Linked DNA regions of Mus musculus: region 1 is linked to region 2. Evidence: chromatin contacts called from public HiChIP or PLAC-seq data. All regions are on one chromosome and are shown on one strand. Each heading gives the region's core, a stretch centred on a gene start, on an enhancer-like site or on the middle of the called end of the contact. The rest is flanking DNA. Distances are from core to core; before and after follow the strand shown.

The links. HiChIP or PLAC-seq counts read pairs in DNA pulled down with a chosen protein or histone mark.
Region 1: a contact with region 2 is called in an H3K4me3 HiChIP or PLAC-seq map of bone marrow-derived macrophages, with 2.9 times the contacts expected there. The contact joins the enhancer-like site here to the promoter of Gzf1 in region 2. A contact is called at or near these places in 2 of 15 datasets of contacts at CTCF or cohesin (CD8 T cells and the NIH/3T3 cell line), 9 of 484 Hi-C or Micro-C datasets (the Ba/F3 cell line, ECoMG myeloid progenitors, Th1 cells and 6 more), 6 of 115 datasets of contacts at active chromatin or transcription factors (the 230-238 cell line, bone marrow-derived macrophages and embryonic stem cells) and 2 of 9 other capture datasets (adipose tissue and pancreatic islet).

What each region holds. Positions count from the first base shown.
Region 1 is chr2:148,716,438-148,723,483 of GRCm38.p6, forward strand. All of the region lies in intron 1 of Napb (N-ethylmaleimide sensitive fusion protein attachment protein beta), which reads right to left. Among named protein-coding and RNA genes, the nearest start is that of Napb, 12 kb to the right of the region's middle. Within about 2 kb of position 3,339, at least 42 of the 459 cell types and tissues checked have an H3K27ac peak or open chromatin away from gene starts, as enhancers often do. A contact at or near this core is called in CD8 T cells, the NIH/3T3 cell line, bone marrow-derived macrophages and 1 more, where this site is marked.
Region 2 is chr2:148,674,555-148,682,384 of GRCm38.p6, forward strand. Gzf1 (GDNF-inducible zinc finger protein 1) reads left to right here and starts at 6,566. Exons shown (of 6, transcript NM_028986.3): 1 at 6,566-6,661. It overlaps Gm46771 (a long non-coding RNA gene), which reads right to left and starts at 6,390. Exons shown (of 2, transcript XR_001783505.2): 1 at 6,271-6,390; 2 at 5,724-5,891. Nxt1 (NTF2-related export protein 1) reads left to right here. Exons shown (of 2, transcript NM_019761.6): 2 at 728-1,472. The coding sequence starts at 787. The coding sequence ends at 1,209.

The DNA of each region.
Region 1 (7,046 bases), core at 2,089-4,588, 39 kb after region 2:
AACCAACAAACCATCTAGGGAAGACTCATCATCAAAAACAAAAACAAAAAACAAAAACAAACAAAAAACCAACCAGGATATAGGCTGGGGCTATGGCTCAGCTGGCAGAGTGCTTGCCTACTGCGCTCAAAGCCCTGGGTACGATCCTCACCCAATCCATGTAAACTGCACAGGAAGGACCACATCTGTAATAGCAGCACTTGGGGAGTAAAGGCAAGGGCTTCAAAGGTTCAAGGTTAGCATCCACAATATAATGTGTCTCAGGCCCACCTGGGATACATGAGCCTTTCTTTGCCCCCAAGTGGGGTGGGTAAGCATTGGGTAGCAATATAAAAATAAAAGGTAGGCTGCTGATAGGGTGAAGATTCTTGTCTGTCAACCTAAATTCAATTCCCAAACTATGCAAAGATGGAAGGAAAATAACAGACTCCACAAACAAATAAAACTGCATACCTTTTGGAAAATATCTTTAATTAGCACATGAACACTAAATATTATGAGTTTTAAAGAGCAATACTCAGTATTTATATTCAAATAATCCAACTGATGGCTACCCTGAGCTCCACAGAGAGCAGAATACTCTTAGAAACACAAGAGAATTTGAAAAGAATCTCTGCTATGAGGTAACATGATGCCAGCATATGGCACCAAAGTGGCATGAAAAAAAGATAAACTGAGCTAAAGTAAGCGTCCTTTGGTATCAGGAGTTTCTGACCTTGAACAAGGAGACACCTTCTCTACCATGAAAGGAAACTCCAGCAGGCACAAGACCTGGCTCCCCCTGAGGCCTCAGCCTAGCACCGGTTCATTTCAGAGGCCAGAGCTCCTTGGCCACTTACTGCTGAGGTCAGTCACTGTAGACCAAGGTCCATGGCAGCTGTCTAAGGGCCAGTGAAGAGCAAAGCTGTCAGAAGTTAATTAATCCCCAAATCCTCTCAAGTCCTATTATTTCCCCACCCCAAGTAATCACTGTTTGGAGCACAGAGCACACTGGCAACTATAATACAAACTATTTTAAAACTGTGGGTGGGAGGAGGGAGGTATCAAAGTAGACTGGAGTGAATTAATGGCACACACATCATGAGATGTACCCAAAAGGAAAAGGTAACAACTGCAGAGGCAGAAATAAAGCTGCCTCTAAAGATTACAAGATATTAGAGTAGAAATATCTCAAATAATTACAGCTATGGCAATGTATCTGTGTGCAGGCACAACCAGAGAGAATTCAGGGCTATAATCCGGATACCCTGAGGGCTGCTACAAAGACAAGAACCACTGTGCTTATTACTGGCAGGAACATCTCAGCCTATCCTGCAGCAAGAGGTCAGACCAGGGCCCGGCACACAGGTTACAATGACAGCATTGGCTGTGAGTGTGTTGATGGAAGAATCTGTCCACATCACTGTTTTTTTGGTGTTTTGTTTTGTTTTGTTTTGTTTTGTTTTGTTTGCTGCTCCTGGTGGTTTTACTGTTGTTGAGTTTGCTTTCTGTTTTGTTTGTTTTTCGGGGGGGGGGGGGGTTGCTACTGATGTTTGTTTTGACACAAGGCCTTGCTCTATATAGGCAAGCCTTAAACTCAAGATCCCCCTGCCTCTCCAGTCCTAGGATTCCAGACATGCAGTAGTGAGCCCAGCTCCACATAGCAATTTTTAATAAGCTGTCCACGTGTTCCTCAAGGTAGCAAGCAAAAATAGAAAATATTGAGAAAGGAGAGACAAATCCACTCACTCTCTGTTTAAAAGTATCTCTGCCATAAATATGAAAAAGGAAAGAGGATAAGAAAGCCTGAAAAAGTCCTAAGAAATCATACTATTACTATTAACTATCTTCCCTAAAAATCTATAATGTATATATAAGTCTATATAAGTATGTATAAATTTACATGAAATTTTCTCATCTGGGTTGAAAGTGTTCCCTCCAAGAGCCAAAGACGATACAACAAAAATGTCTAAAACTCGGCATGAAAAGCCCTCTTTTGAGCTATTGGTTGGTCAGTATCTCAAATACTACAGGCTATTGATATTGCCACTGATTGCCTCCAAGGGGTGCAAGTAAAGTCTCTATTGCTGAAGACACCTGAGCTGGAACTGACCTGAATGTCTCCTCCCTGAGGACTAGCGTTTACGGTACCAAAAAGCACCACGCAAGCATCCAAAGGAGGAAGACAAGCAACAGTCCTACTCAGCTATGATGCCTGTGAACCACAAAGACAAACCAGCAACACTATAACCCTAGGAGTGCAATACTAGCACTCATACCATGGCAGCAGCCAACAGCTCTCTAATTAGACGTAAGACCTGCTCAACAAGAAGGATATCTACCTGATAATGGAAACCTTGCCACTACCCAGGACTAGTGAAGTCATAGATCTTGAAGGAGCAGCGACAACCTCCACTTTACTAAACAGCAAAAACATAACTTGTACATTCTAAATGTTTGTCCTTATACTTATAGATAAGTCTAGTCTTCATCACTCTTGAAGGAAACCTCTTTGCAACAAGATGGGGACCATTATAGAAAGCCATGACCAATAAGAACAAACCTGTGGAACCCAGTCCCAATGGATACACCTACAAAACAACTCCCCTAAGGCTCAGGGAACACTGAGGAAGAGGGGGCAGAAAGATTTTTAAGAGCCAATCAGGGAGCTTGTGTGAGAGTACTATCTCCTAGGAACATCAGAAGCTATAACCATAAAGTCTCACCAACATCACAGCCTAAACATGAGCTGAATAAAAATAACAAGAGACACACCCAAGTAGACGAGGGGGTAAAGCCCACAAGGTTTCAACCCTTCACAAAGAACTACACGCGACTAAGGAATGGGAGTGAGAGAAATAGTCTTCCCTAGGGAAGAATTACCAATTAATTATCCAATTTTAAATGGTCAGCCCTGCATGCATGCATGCATACATACATACATACATACATACATACATACATTATACAGACTAAGCAGGAAATGGGCCACTTGAGTGGGCCTTGATATTTATTGCTGGGCCCTGCTTCCTGTATGGTCTCTGCTTCCTGTTCTGTAGGTGAGGAGTCCCAGCCACATGATCCTGTAGTAATGAAACCACTTCCTATTACACCTCTACCATGATGGACTTCTCTCAAACCTCAAGCCAAATAAATTCTTAAGTTGCTTTAATAAGATATCCTGTCGCAGCAAAAAGTAAATAATAAAACATCTGTATCAGAAGTGGGGTTATTACAGTGATAAATCTGTTCATGTGGCTGATTTGCAGGAGAAATATGGAGGAGACTGGAGACACAGACTAGCAAAGCCCCAGAGAGCTATAAATAGAGATTAATGTGCTATTGCAGTGGGGGTAGGGAAGGATGATGATACAAATGTGAACAGTGAGGGTGTGACTCACTGGGTCTCAGAGAGAAACAAGGACTCTAACAGGAACAGGGCCATTTGTGGCACATTCTGGCAAAGAATCTGGCTAGGTTCTGCCCCATCCTGAAAACGTGCATGAGGGTGAATTAAAAAGTAATGGACTATGTACTTTGTAGAATTCCAAGACACAACAATATCCAGGCTACAGAATGGTCACTGCTTAGTGCTCTTAACCAGATTTAGGTGGACAAATAGAGTAGAAAGATCGGGAAAATATAGTTTCTAGAGGAAAGGAATATGAGCAGTTTGAAACCTGCGGGCAGCTGGGTGGTGGTGGCACCACCAGGATGGTGGTGGCTCACACCTTTAATCCCAGCACTTGGGAGGCAGAGGCAGTTGGATCTTTTCGTTCCAGGCCAGCCTGGTCTACAGAGCGAGCTCCAAGATGGTCAGGGCTACCCAGAGAAACCTTGTCACAAAAAAGCAAAATAAAAGCTGTGAGTTAACATGAGCTTGGAGAAAGCATCTGCCAAGTGTTAAAGAGACTACAGCCAAGAAAGAGAAATCACAGACACTGAGTAGAATACGAAAAGTGTCTTAGCAGGGGGTGGGGAGGGAGCATGGCTGCATACACCAAGAACTTCAGAACTTGTTGGAAAACCCTGCATATTAAAACTACTTTTATTCTGTATTGAAGTTCACTGAGATGTATAGACTTTAGATCTAGCTATTCTTGCTGAATGTTTTCCTCCTACAAGTGTTTTACAATAAAGCTTTAATAAAATAATTGTATATGTGCATTTGTGTGCATCAGACTTCAGGTGAGTGCATGGTGGTCAGAACAACTTTCAGGAATTCGTTCTCCCTTTCACCTCTTTGAAGTGGGGTCTCCCTTGTTTTTGCTGCTAGGCTGCATACTCCAGACTCGCTGGCCCGAGAGCTTCCAGTTGATTCTTATGTCTCTATTCCACACTCCAACTCATAGGATTGCTGGGATGACCGATGCATGCTACTGCAATCTAAGCTACTTAGTGAGTTTAAGGCCAGTGTGGCTACATGATGCTTTGGCTTGCAAAGAAGGATGGAGGGAAGGAAAGGGGAGGGAAGTAAGTTTGACAGAGTCTCTAGGGTATCTTGCTCTAACAGACCCACCTAGAGAAATGTTCTTCTAAGCTTAGACCACTGCAGCCATGGCCCAAGAGGAAAGGCTACATCCCAAGCAAGCAGAATCTGGCATTGAACACATGGTAAAGGTTTTGGAGAGATGAAAAATATAAGTAATGGGGTCATAGAGGCTTGCTCTAGAGTCTTAGAAGACGCTGCAACAAGGCAGCATGTGGCTAGATTCCCTGCAAGGAGGCTCTGAGAAGCCACTGCACAAAGCCATGAAAGTGAAACCTGAGTTGTAATGAGGACCTCAGGATAAGGGACAGCTGCTGTGGGATTACTCTTCATGTTTAGGAGCCTGCCTAAGGACTAACTACCAGGTTCTCAGCATCTCAGCGTGATGTGGCTCTTGTTACTATCTCAAAGTCCACTTAGTAAATTCTGACTTCTTTCTTCCATCCCCTGCTTCTGGTGCTGCAGAGGACCTGACTAAAACAGAAGTATGGGATAGATCTGTAGTTACCAAGGTTTGGGAAGGGTTACGGGCAGGAGAAGGCAGGGGGGAGGGGTAGGATGATTAACAGGTACAGGTATGTAGGTGATCTCATGGAAGAATGTCTCATGTTCTACAGCACAGCAGGATAAATACTGTTGACAACATTTCAAAATAGCCAGTGGAGATGATTCTTAATTTTCTCCACAGAGATATAAAAAGTATCTTGGGGTGATTAATTTTGACAACTGCTCTGGTCTGCACAACACAGTTAACATTGAAATGTCCCACTGTAGTACACTTATGTGCCATTTGAAAACAACATGTTTATTAAACAAGTAGGAGAAGGGAGATACTCTTTAAGATATTCCCAGGCCAAGGGAGAGGGGAAGCAGCAATCAGAAGTTCCTTCATTTTTCCATTAACTGATGGCAGAGCTCAGTGTTCAGCACAAAAGTCTAAAAGTCCAGGGTTTGGATCTTGCTCGGACCACATGCACGTAATACCATTCACAGCCTGCTCAGAGAGGCAGTCAGCTAGGAGACGAGGAGAAGCAACCAGGTTGGGTGCTAGCACATGCCAACAAAAAGATGCCTCAAAGCTCACTCCTGTATATTCAGATTCAACTTTCTGAGAACTTTTCATTGTTTCTGCTTATTTAAGGGGGTGGATGAGGAATCATGGATTTTCATGAAAGCAGAACACTCCACTCCACATTTAACAACTGGCTAACAAAAGTATTAATTGAGTTTAATTTCCTGATTAAGGTAAGAGGATAGGCATGGGTAGTTGAAAAGGCTGACTGGACTTCTGGCAATGCTCTGAAGCTCCGCCTTCATAGGAAGAGTATGCACCAATAAGAGCTAATAACAGAACGTTGGTTTAAAAAACAAACAAACAAACAAACAAAGATAGGTAAATACCTAAGAAAGCAAAGGATAGCATCAATTCAACTTCCAATCCAATTCCACACAACCGGATCTGACCAGTGACATTCTAAACCCATCTTCCCAGGTAGGTGGTGGCACACACCTTTAATCCCAGCACAAAGGAGGCAGTGGCTTGAGCGTGAGTTCGATGCCATCTGTATCTATATAGTGAATTGTAGCCAGAGCTACACAGTGAAATTTTGTCTAAAAAAAAAATTACCTTTATAAAATGTAATCTTTGACATGAATTTCAATCTTTATAAAATATTAATAACTGCTATAACTCCCAAGGGATAATGTTACCTAAATATAAATGTACAAACACAACCTGCATATAGAAAACCTCCACTCAAATGGAGGTAAAAAGAAACAAATCCAGTGTGCATGGCTCCTGATATAAGTTGGGAGGAGGTCTGTGGGCTAAGATTCAGGGAGAACCACTCCCCAGCAAGGGAGCCCTGACTTAGGAGCCCTAGGCCAGGCATAGACCTGAAGGGTCAGTGCAGTGCAGGTCAGGAAACTGAAAAAGAGTACCTTGGACAGAGCCACAGTCTCTAGAAGACTGCCTTTGGGAGAGAGGGAGGGAACTCCTTACCAGGAGGCAGAGCAAGGAGAGAAGGCAAGGCAAGCTGCAGAGATGAGTTCAGTCTTGCCTAAGGAAGGGGGCCTCTAACTATTGCTCCACGGTGCCACTCCTTCCGGACACTGTACCCAACTCTACAACAGCAAAGTCTCCTCTCCTACTACAGAAGCCCATGCTGCCACCTGCTGCTGCTGGCTGTGGGGCGCCACGGAAGTCTTGGGTGAATGTGTGATGTTGACATTGGTTTGGCTATGTCTAGGATCCAACATCTCAGATCCATGAGAAATTGGCAAAGCCTTCCCCACATGGGTCACCCTCATCCATGAGAAATTGGCAAAGCCTTCCCCACATGGGTCACCCTCAGAATGGGTGGCAAAGGCTTCCTACCGCCTGAAACTGTACAGAGAGCACTTACTAAGACTAGCAAATCTCTACTGTGTGCTGTACGCAGCAATCACACTGAGGTTCTGGGTTGTTGCATAGTTGGTACTCTCCATCAGAGCATGGCCCACCTATAGGTGTGTCTATGTGCCTGTCCTTTCTTCTTTTGCTCCTTGGGGCCCCTTATCAGGGTCAAGGGCAAGTCCT
Region 2 (7,830 bases), core at 5,316-7,815:
GGGGCAGTCACACCTATCCACGCTTTTAGGAAAGCAGACTTCAGGTATCAAATGTACTTTAATAATTATAAATGGATTTTAAAACCCATTGTAAGGTGAACATATTGGACTTTTTTTTTTGACCAAGCTTACTATTTAGCCCAGACTGGTCTACAATTCCTGTCTCAGATTCTCCAGTGTGCTCCACCACTCCTGACTTAAAGTCCCTAACTCAGTGCTGGATGTGGTGGTGCACTGTCTAGTTTAATTTTCTGTTCCTTTTTTTTCTTTTTTCTCTCTCTCGAGGAAACTAAGGATTGGAAAGATGAAATAGGTAGCCATTGAGCTGACTGCCTTTGATTCCAGATCTATATATCATGACCCTGCCTTTAAAATAAATAGGCTTGAGTCTGAGCCTGAAGTCATCTGCCTGTAGTATGTAAATGTTCTGTTACCTATAGAAAAATAGGGTTGGGAGCTAGATGGGTCAATGGGTAAAGGTGCTTTCTGTCAAACCTAACGACCTGAGTTTTTGATTCCTCGGAGGCATGAGATGGTAGGCAGACATGGTAGGCAGGCAGAGAGGACTCTTGCCTGGTCTCCTTTGACCTACAATGAGCCATGGCATGCACCAAATCACATGCACACAAACACTATTTTAAAAATTAAAACTTGAAAGAAAACTTTTCTCACGGCAGAATAGACTTTGAAATTCACTTGTGTTCACTTGACCTTTGCTGTCCTACAGTCCCTGGATCCCTAAGGAGGAGGCGCTCAGGCGGAGGCCTCTTGTCAGCAGAACCAGAGATGGCATCAGTAGATTTCAAGACCTATGTGGACCAGGCCTGCAGAGCTGCAGAGGAATTTGTCAATGTCTATTACACGACTATGGATAAGCGGCGTCGGCTGCTGTCCCGCCTGTACATGGGCACAGCCACTTTAGTATGGAATGGAAATGCTGTTTCAGGACAAGAATCCTTGAGTGAGTTTTTTGAGATGTTGCCTTCCAGTGAGTTCCAAATCAGCGTGGTAGACTGCCAGCCTGTCCATGATGACGCTACACCAAGCCAGACCACCGTGCTTGTGGTCATCTGTGGAACAGTGAAGTTTGAAGGCAACAAACAGCGGGACTTCAACCAGAACTTCATCTTGACTGCTCAGGCGTCACCCAGTAACACGGTGTGGAAGATAGCAAGTGACTGCTTCCGGTTCCAGGACTGGGCCAGCTAGTGGGGGTGACCGAGGCATCTTAGCTTAAGCCCAGCTCTGCAGAGAAATGCCAGTCTCAAATCTCAGGATGTGGAGAACACAAGTTCATTTTTGTTGTCACAGCAGCACTGCAGACTGGATGTTGGACTCCCAGAATCCCCTTCCTGGTTATATACTGGTTTGTCATAGTTGCCTTTTAAAAGTAGTAAACTTTCTATTTTTCTACTTACTCAGTAGAGACCCTGTTTCTGGAACTTGACAAATAAATATGTTGCTTTTCTGCCTGATATGTCTAAATCTTGAGAAGGGTGGAGGAGTGTGAAAGGCAGACAACATGGTAGGAAGCACCTATAGAGGTGGGAGGCTGAGCTCCTCCCCAGTGTGAACTTGGGGGAATCCAGACCTGTGGGTGGCAGCCCTATCCTCACTAGAATCCTTGAAACATTGGGAAGCACCTGTCCTGTGCCCACCCTTAATGTGTGGTGTGTATACATACACACATATATGTGTATATTATATGTATATGCACCTGACAGTTGGCTTTGCCCTTGACACCTGAAATGGGAGTTAGTGATGTGAAGAGTCAGCTGACAGCTAAACACTGCTCCTACCAGAAGTGCAGACGCTGGGAGGGAATGTCAGAAACTGTAAGTACAAAAGATCCACCTAAAACTTCAGTCTGAGTTGTCACTTGATTTGACGTGATTAAATTCTGGCCAGTGAAGCCCAAAGAAGCTGATTGATTGAAATGAGGAATTTTGCATCAATAAACCTACACTTCCTCTCCCTGGCTGCTAAACCAACTGGTTATGCCTTCATCTTGGGCTACAAGACAATCTGGCCTTGCCCTAGAGTTAGAGTCCTCATGTAGTATTCTAGTGTAGACCTAGTCCACCTATGATAGAACCTATGTCTTGGCCCATCACACCCATGAAGTAACAGCCCCAAAGCCACATCTAGAGCAGTCAAACCAGTACTACAGACTTGGTGACAAAATGAGACTCAAGGCATTCAGGCTGAGATGCTATTAAAGTTTATGAAATAGCAAAGTGAGGTTTCCACCATGCTGAGTTGACCAAGATCCTAGAACAGTAAACATGGCCCCTTAGGAAGAGACACAGGGAAGAAGAGTGGAAGAAACAGTTTCTGAGCTTTAAATATCACACATTGTCCCCCAAGGGTGAACTTGATACAAATGCCCTGGAATCAAAAGAATTAAATTTGTTAAACTCTACCCTAATTTTCCAAAATTGCAAAAACAATGATGTTGACCTCCAGGTTCTTGATTTCCTGCCACTCTGGGGATGTATGAATATGAATTAACACGGTTCTCAGAGCTTTGCTCAATATCCATTCCACAATCCACTCTAATTTCTCTCTTGCTAGCATCCTCCAATTCAACCTTCTGCTCTCCCCCAGGTTCTTGTCCCCTACACCCTACCCTGTCAAGGTTCCCTCTCCCTCACCCCCTCCCCCATCCATCAACCCACCTTTTCCTTTGCTGTTCTTATCCCTGCCCTACGAAAATGCACTCCACACATAGGCCACAGGCAAACACTCTGCAGTCAACACTAGGCTCTCTCCTGTTGGACCCAGCACACATAAGGACCTGGAGAAAGTACTCAGCAAGAAAAGAGGTACCTTTTTCTGTGGCAGCCACATTTGTTTTTAGAACAATAAAGGCAACGTTTGCTTCAACCACAAATCTTCATTTGTAGTCTATTTCAAGTTCCCTTTTAGAATGTCTGCTAAATTGAGAGGTCTGGGTTCTGCTCTAACCTCTATTTTGCTTTAACAAAGACAAGATTTTTTGTTTTTTTAGTGCTACCTTGTTGGAAAATTGTGAAAAGTCTTTCCTTCTAATTTTTTTCCTGGGTGATTACCAAAAACACTTGTGTGAAATGGCTAAAGATGGAGTGTATATGGGAGAGGGGAGCGGTTAAGTGATAATGTGCCCAAATTTAAAGCAGGTAAAGACTTGTGGCCTGTTAAAACTCAACTCTCGAGCTGACCCATAATTGACGCACTGTAAAGTAAACACACTGGCTGGATGTTGGTGCCTGGGAACCGCACAAGAAAACTCGCCCACGACAACGCCGCGTTGTTTCCCCGTCAACTCCCACGCCCGCCCTGTTCTTTCTCATTCCTTGCCTCCGATAGCTTCCAGCGCGGCCGCGTGGTAGCAACTGCTGCTCTGCTTGGTTGGATGTCAGGACCGCACAGCCTCTCACTTCTGGGCTAAGATCACTATAGCGCCATACCTTTAGGACTGGGGTGGGGTGTCACGTCATCACCACGCGACCACCCAGAGCCAATTACAAGATGGTTCCCCGGGAAACTAGGCGGCAAGCCAAGAGACCTGGGCCTCAGTGGCTGCCTGAGTCTCCCAGTGTGAGGGACAAAGCGCTGCGGGATATCAATCCAACAGTGGTTGCGCGCGATGGAGAATTTGACCCTACTCATATTCTAATGAGAATTGTTTAGTAGCATTCTTTATCTGCTGGTGATTTCTTGTTGGTGAGGTTTTGGCTCTGTGTTGTCTTACCATTGCTTGGGGATAGTTTCAGTCCCTTGGCACAAAGAAGTGTATGGGTCAGATATGTAGTTCTAAAATCCGGGATAATCTGAAGAAAGGGTAAAGCAATGATTTACCGAGGGGGGATGAAGTGAGGTCAGCAGAGTCAAGCAGGAGTCTGAGCCAAGTACAGGGGGCACAAATGAAAAGTGGTGACCAGGATTTAATCCAGACTTTAGTTACATTGGTGTAGAAGAAACTATGTGATAGAATTGACGTTATAAAAATGATTTACTAATAGATTTTTCAGAGAAGGCATTAAATCACACAAGTGGAATTTAGCTAAAGGAGTTACCTCCAAAACACCCCCAAAGATAAGTAGTAGTATATTAATCAGGCCTGTTAGAAGAAAAAATTAGGATGTTAGGATGCTCAAATGTGTGTTCACCACAATTGGCTACAGCCTTTAGATCCATCCCCAAAGACATGTGTAAAAGGCAGCTCAAGGTGTGTGTGTGGGGGGGGGGGATGCAAGATTACAACCATCATTAAGTCCCCTGTACTGCCCCTGGGTAACAACCCTTCAACAAACAAACAAACAAACAAAACAAAACAAAGCACCAAAAACCAAACCAAAACAGTGCTACAACAAAACTGGTGTACTTAAAACAATTCTGACAAAATGTTGTATCTTTGCTGTGTAAATCTACTATTTGCCTAAGCAGCCAGACTTTCAGTCTCCTTTCTCTGTTAAAATTGTTCAAAGTGTAACCTGGGGCCAGAACCCAACAGGGACTTAAGGATGAAAGCCTATGTAAATGCATATGCTTAAAGCAAGCTAATAAAACCTTCCTTTGGTTGCGCCTTAGCTCTAGTTGGCCAGGCACTTTAGCCTGGTAGCTACCCACTGATGTGTGTAGATATATAAGTGTAGATAAATGTTAAGTGTTGCAGCTCTGAAGTGAAAGACTTGCCCTATAGAAATGTCACTGCCTGCTCTGCTGGGGAGACTGGGAGTCTAACAGCTGTCTGTTCTCTGTTCTAGGGAAAGTGTTACAGCTCACTGCACAGCAAACCTCACATAGATTTCGTTAGAAAACTCCAGGAGTAAAGCTGCCTCTGCTCCAGGCTCCAGGGAGAAGCAACAACAGTGAGCTGAATCATAGACCGGGGGTGGGGGATGGGGGGTGGGCGGGCGGGAGGAGCTGTTATACCGGATTTCTTAGGGGAGGAGCTTTTCAGGGCAGAGATTTCCGGGGTCAGGATTTCTGGGATTTCAAATCCTGAGCTTGGGGAGCTCAGCGATTGGTGAGTTTTCCTGCTCAGGGATTGGTGGCTTTTCCCCCACACCCCTTTTGTTCACTTGGCCCATGGATCTGGATGGGAAAACTATCCATGCCTCAGGCGGCTTTGGCTGAGGTGACATCTCCCAGAAGCCAGTAGTGGGAGACAGAAGAGGAGGTGCGGTTGTCAGGGCAACTCCTAATTGCCCCCCACCCCCACCCCACCCCCCTGCTTAGGAACGACAATATATACCTTTCCACCAGTCCAACTAAATGCACTCAACTTTCATCCCACAGAAATGTCGGGGCCCCTTGCTGGTCCAATAAAGCAGTCTCAGCCTGTTGAGCTAGAGTTTAAATACTTCTGTCTCATTTTTCGTACACATAGATTTCCCTTTTGAATATGCTCAGTTTATTCACACAAACACTCCCTATAATACCATGCTATTATAAAGATTAAGGGACTCCCAGCTCAGGGTTGGTTCATCAGCATATCGAAGCCTGCTTGGCTCATAGGAGCTGCCATGTGGTTGGCTCCATAACACATCTTGAAAACATTACATTATTTCAAATCACACAAAATGGTTTTACTTATATTCCAAACTGGGTTGTAAATCGAGATTTCATTCTTCTGTGTAGCAAAACAGTTTATGGCTTATCACACACACACACACACACACACACACACACACACGTGTATTCCAAGATATAATCATCAATATCTATTGAAGTCATAGTTTAAACTAACTTCACCTTGTAAGAACTTTTATTTCAGGTAATTGGCTTAATTCAGTGGCTAGATCGCCTCTTTGCAGCAGGAGCTAGTTAAAAGAACAAGGCATTTGGGAAGTTGAAGGAGCTATCAATCTCGTGGGCATTTCTACTTGAAATAGCCGGCTTCCACCCTAGAGAAAGACACGGTCTGTATTAAGACAGAGGCCAGTTAGTTTTCTAGAGGATTAGATATATTTTAAAGGGAGGAAAAAGCACTGTTTCGCTAAACTAAATGTTCAACGAAAGAAGTGACCAGAGACATTCTATTCTCAGCAAGAAGAGGTCTAGCTGGCTGGTGGCAGTAGGGAGGCGACTTCGTAAAGCTTTAGCAGTAGGTGGAAGCATGATCAACATTTACCGGGAACTGGAAGTGTCAGGCAGGATTTTCTAATGACCAGGTTTTAATTAAGATCATGAGTGGGATTTAAAGCGGAATGATTCAAGAAATACAAAGCTGCGCCAGCCTTCCCATCCCACCCCGGCCGTGCCCTACGCCAAGACTTGACCCACCGAGGCACCCCGGAAGGCTAGAAAAATCCTGCTTCCAGCAACCTGCTGACCAATGCCTAGCTGCGCAGCTGGAGCTTGTCCCAACTTTGTCAAATAGCTCTGCCCCCAACCACTGCGGTGTTCTGCGCAGGCGCGGCCTTGGATAGACGCTGGTGGTAAATCCGGGATCTGCTAGCTAGGGGCCCTGCTCAAACTCACGTAAGATCACGTAACCAACGGCCGGAACCGCCTTTGCAGCTGGAGGTGCGCGCGCAGCGCCTTCCTAGCCTACGGGGGGCGGAGCCCACTAGGGGGCGGGGCGCGCTCGTGGCGACCAATCCGCGGACCCTGCGGTCCGCTGTCCCTGCTGGCCTGGGCCAGGGTACGGGTCCGTGGAGGCACTGGCTAAGAGGTGAGCGTGCTGCCGACTGGTTCGTCTTCTAGGCTGTCCTCTGTCTTCTGTCCCTTGGAGCGGCGGGCTGTGGGGGATGTAGGCACAGGACGGGGAGTACGGGGGTGCGGCGGGACAGGCCGAAATGACCACGCAGGCTGGACTCTGGAGGCCGGAGGAAGGGCTGGACCTTGCCGCCAGAGTTCATTCTCCCTGCGGCTTTGGAAGATCATCGGTGGTCCGGGACTCGGGGTAGCCAAGGTGGGGTCAGAGGTGGTGCAGTCAGAGAGGCCACCGACACCGACCTTTATTCCCTGCCTGAGAGCCAGGATCCCTCTAGGGTGGGCAGGCTGCGGAGAACAGCGTCTCCTGGAGGCCTGGCCTGGGAGTCCCGACCCCGGGACTACTAGGCGACCTTGGTGAGGAGGCTAGGCCCACCCTGAGACGGCCGAATGCCAATGAGTTACAATGGAACACAGCTGTCACTAGACCTCAAATAGCCGCTCGCTATGACCGGTGTCTGCCCCCAGGGGAGGTAAACAGGGAAATCTGCTCAGGGCCTTCTTGGCTGATGGTGAAGTCGCTGCCAGATCTCCTGGAAGAACTTCGATTTCCCTTGAGGGACCAGGGCGAGGTGTTAGGAAATCAGGCTGGCCGTATGGGCATCGGGCCAAGAGGGGTCTTCAGCTTTAGTCTTCAGGCTGGGGCCGGGGATTCTGAAGAGCATTGGCCCTTGAGTACTTGCCTCTTGTCTCTCTCATACCAGTATTTCCTTTATTTAAGCTTCCTCTGTAGGTAGGTAGTGTTCCCTGTAGAGTCCCCTTTAGTCAACATGACATTCCACAGGTGCCAAATTTACAATTGCACTCTCTAGGAGTCTTTTCTGTGTTTGAGACTGGAGATTTTGGGTAGTGGTCTCTTGAATGAAATGGAGAGGCAATGGCAGATCCAGGTAGACATATGGAATCCAAGGTGATGTCTAGCGTCAGGTGAAGGAGATCTAGGAATGCTCTGGAGGGTGGAGACTTGGAGACCCATGTAAGCCTGGAAAAGGAAGTTAGATTCAGAGACAGAGGACTCTGAGAAGAGTGCACAAAGCAGAAGACAGGAAGTTGGGCTAGCATTTTGGAATCCAGGACAGGAATCTTGGGGGATATGTTAACTGCAGGGGAATAACCTTTCATTTGGTG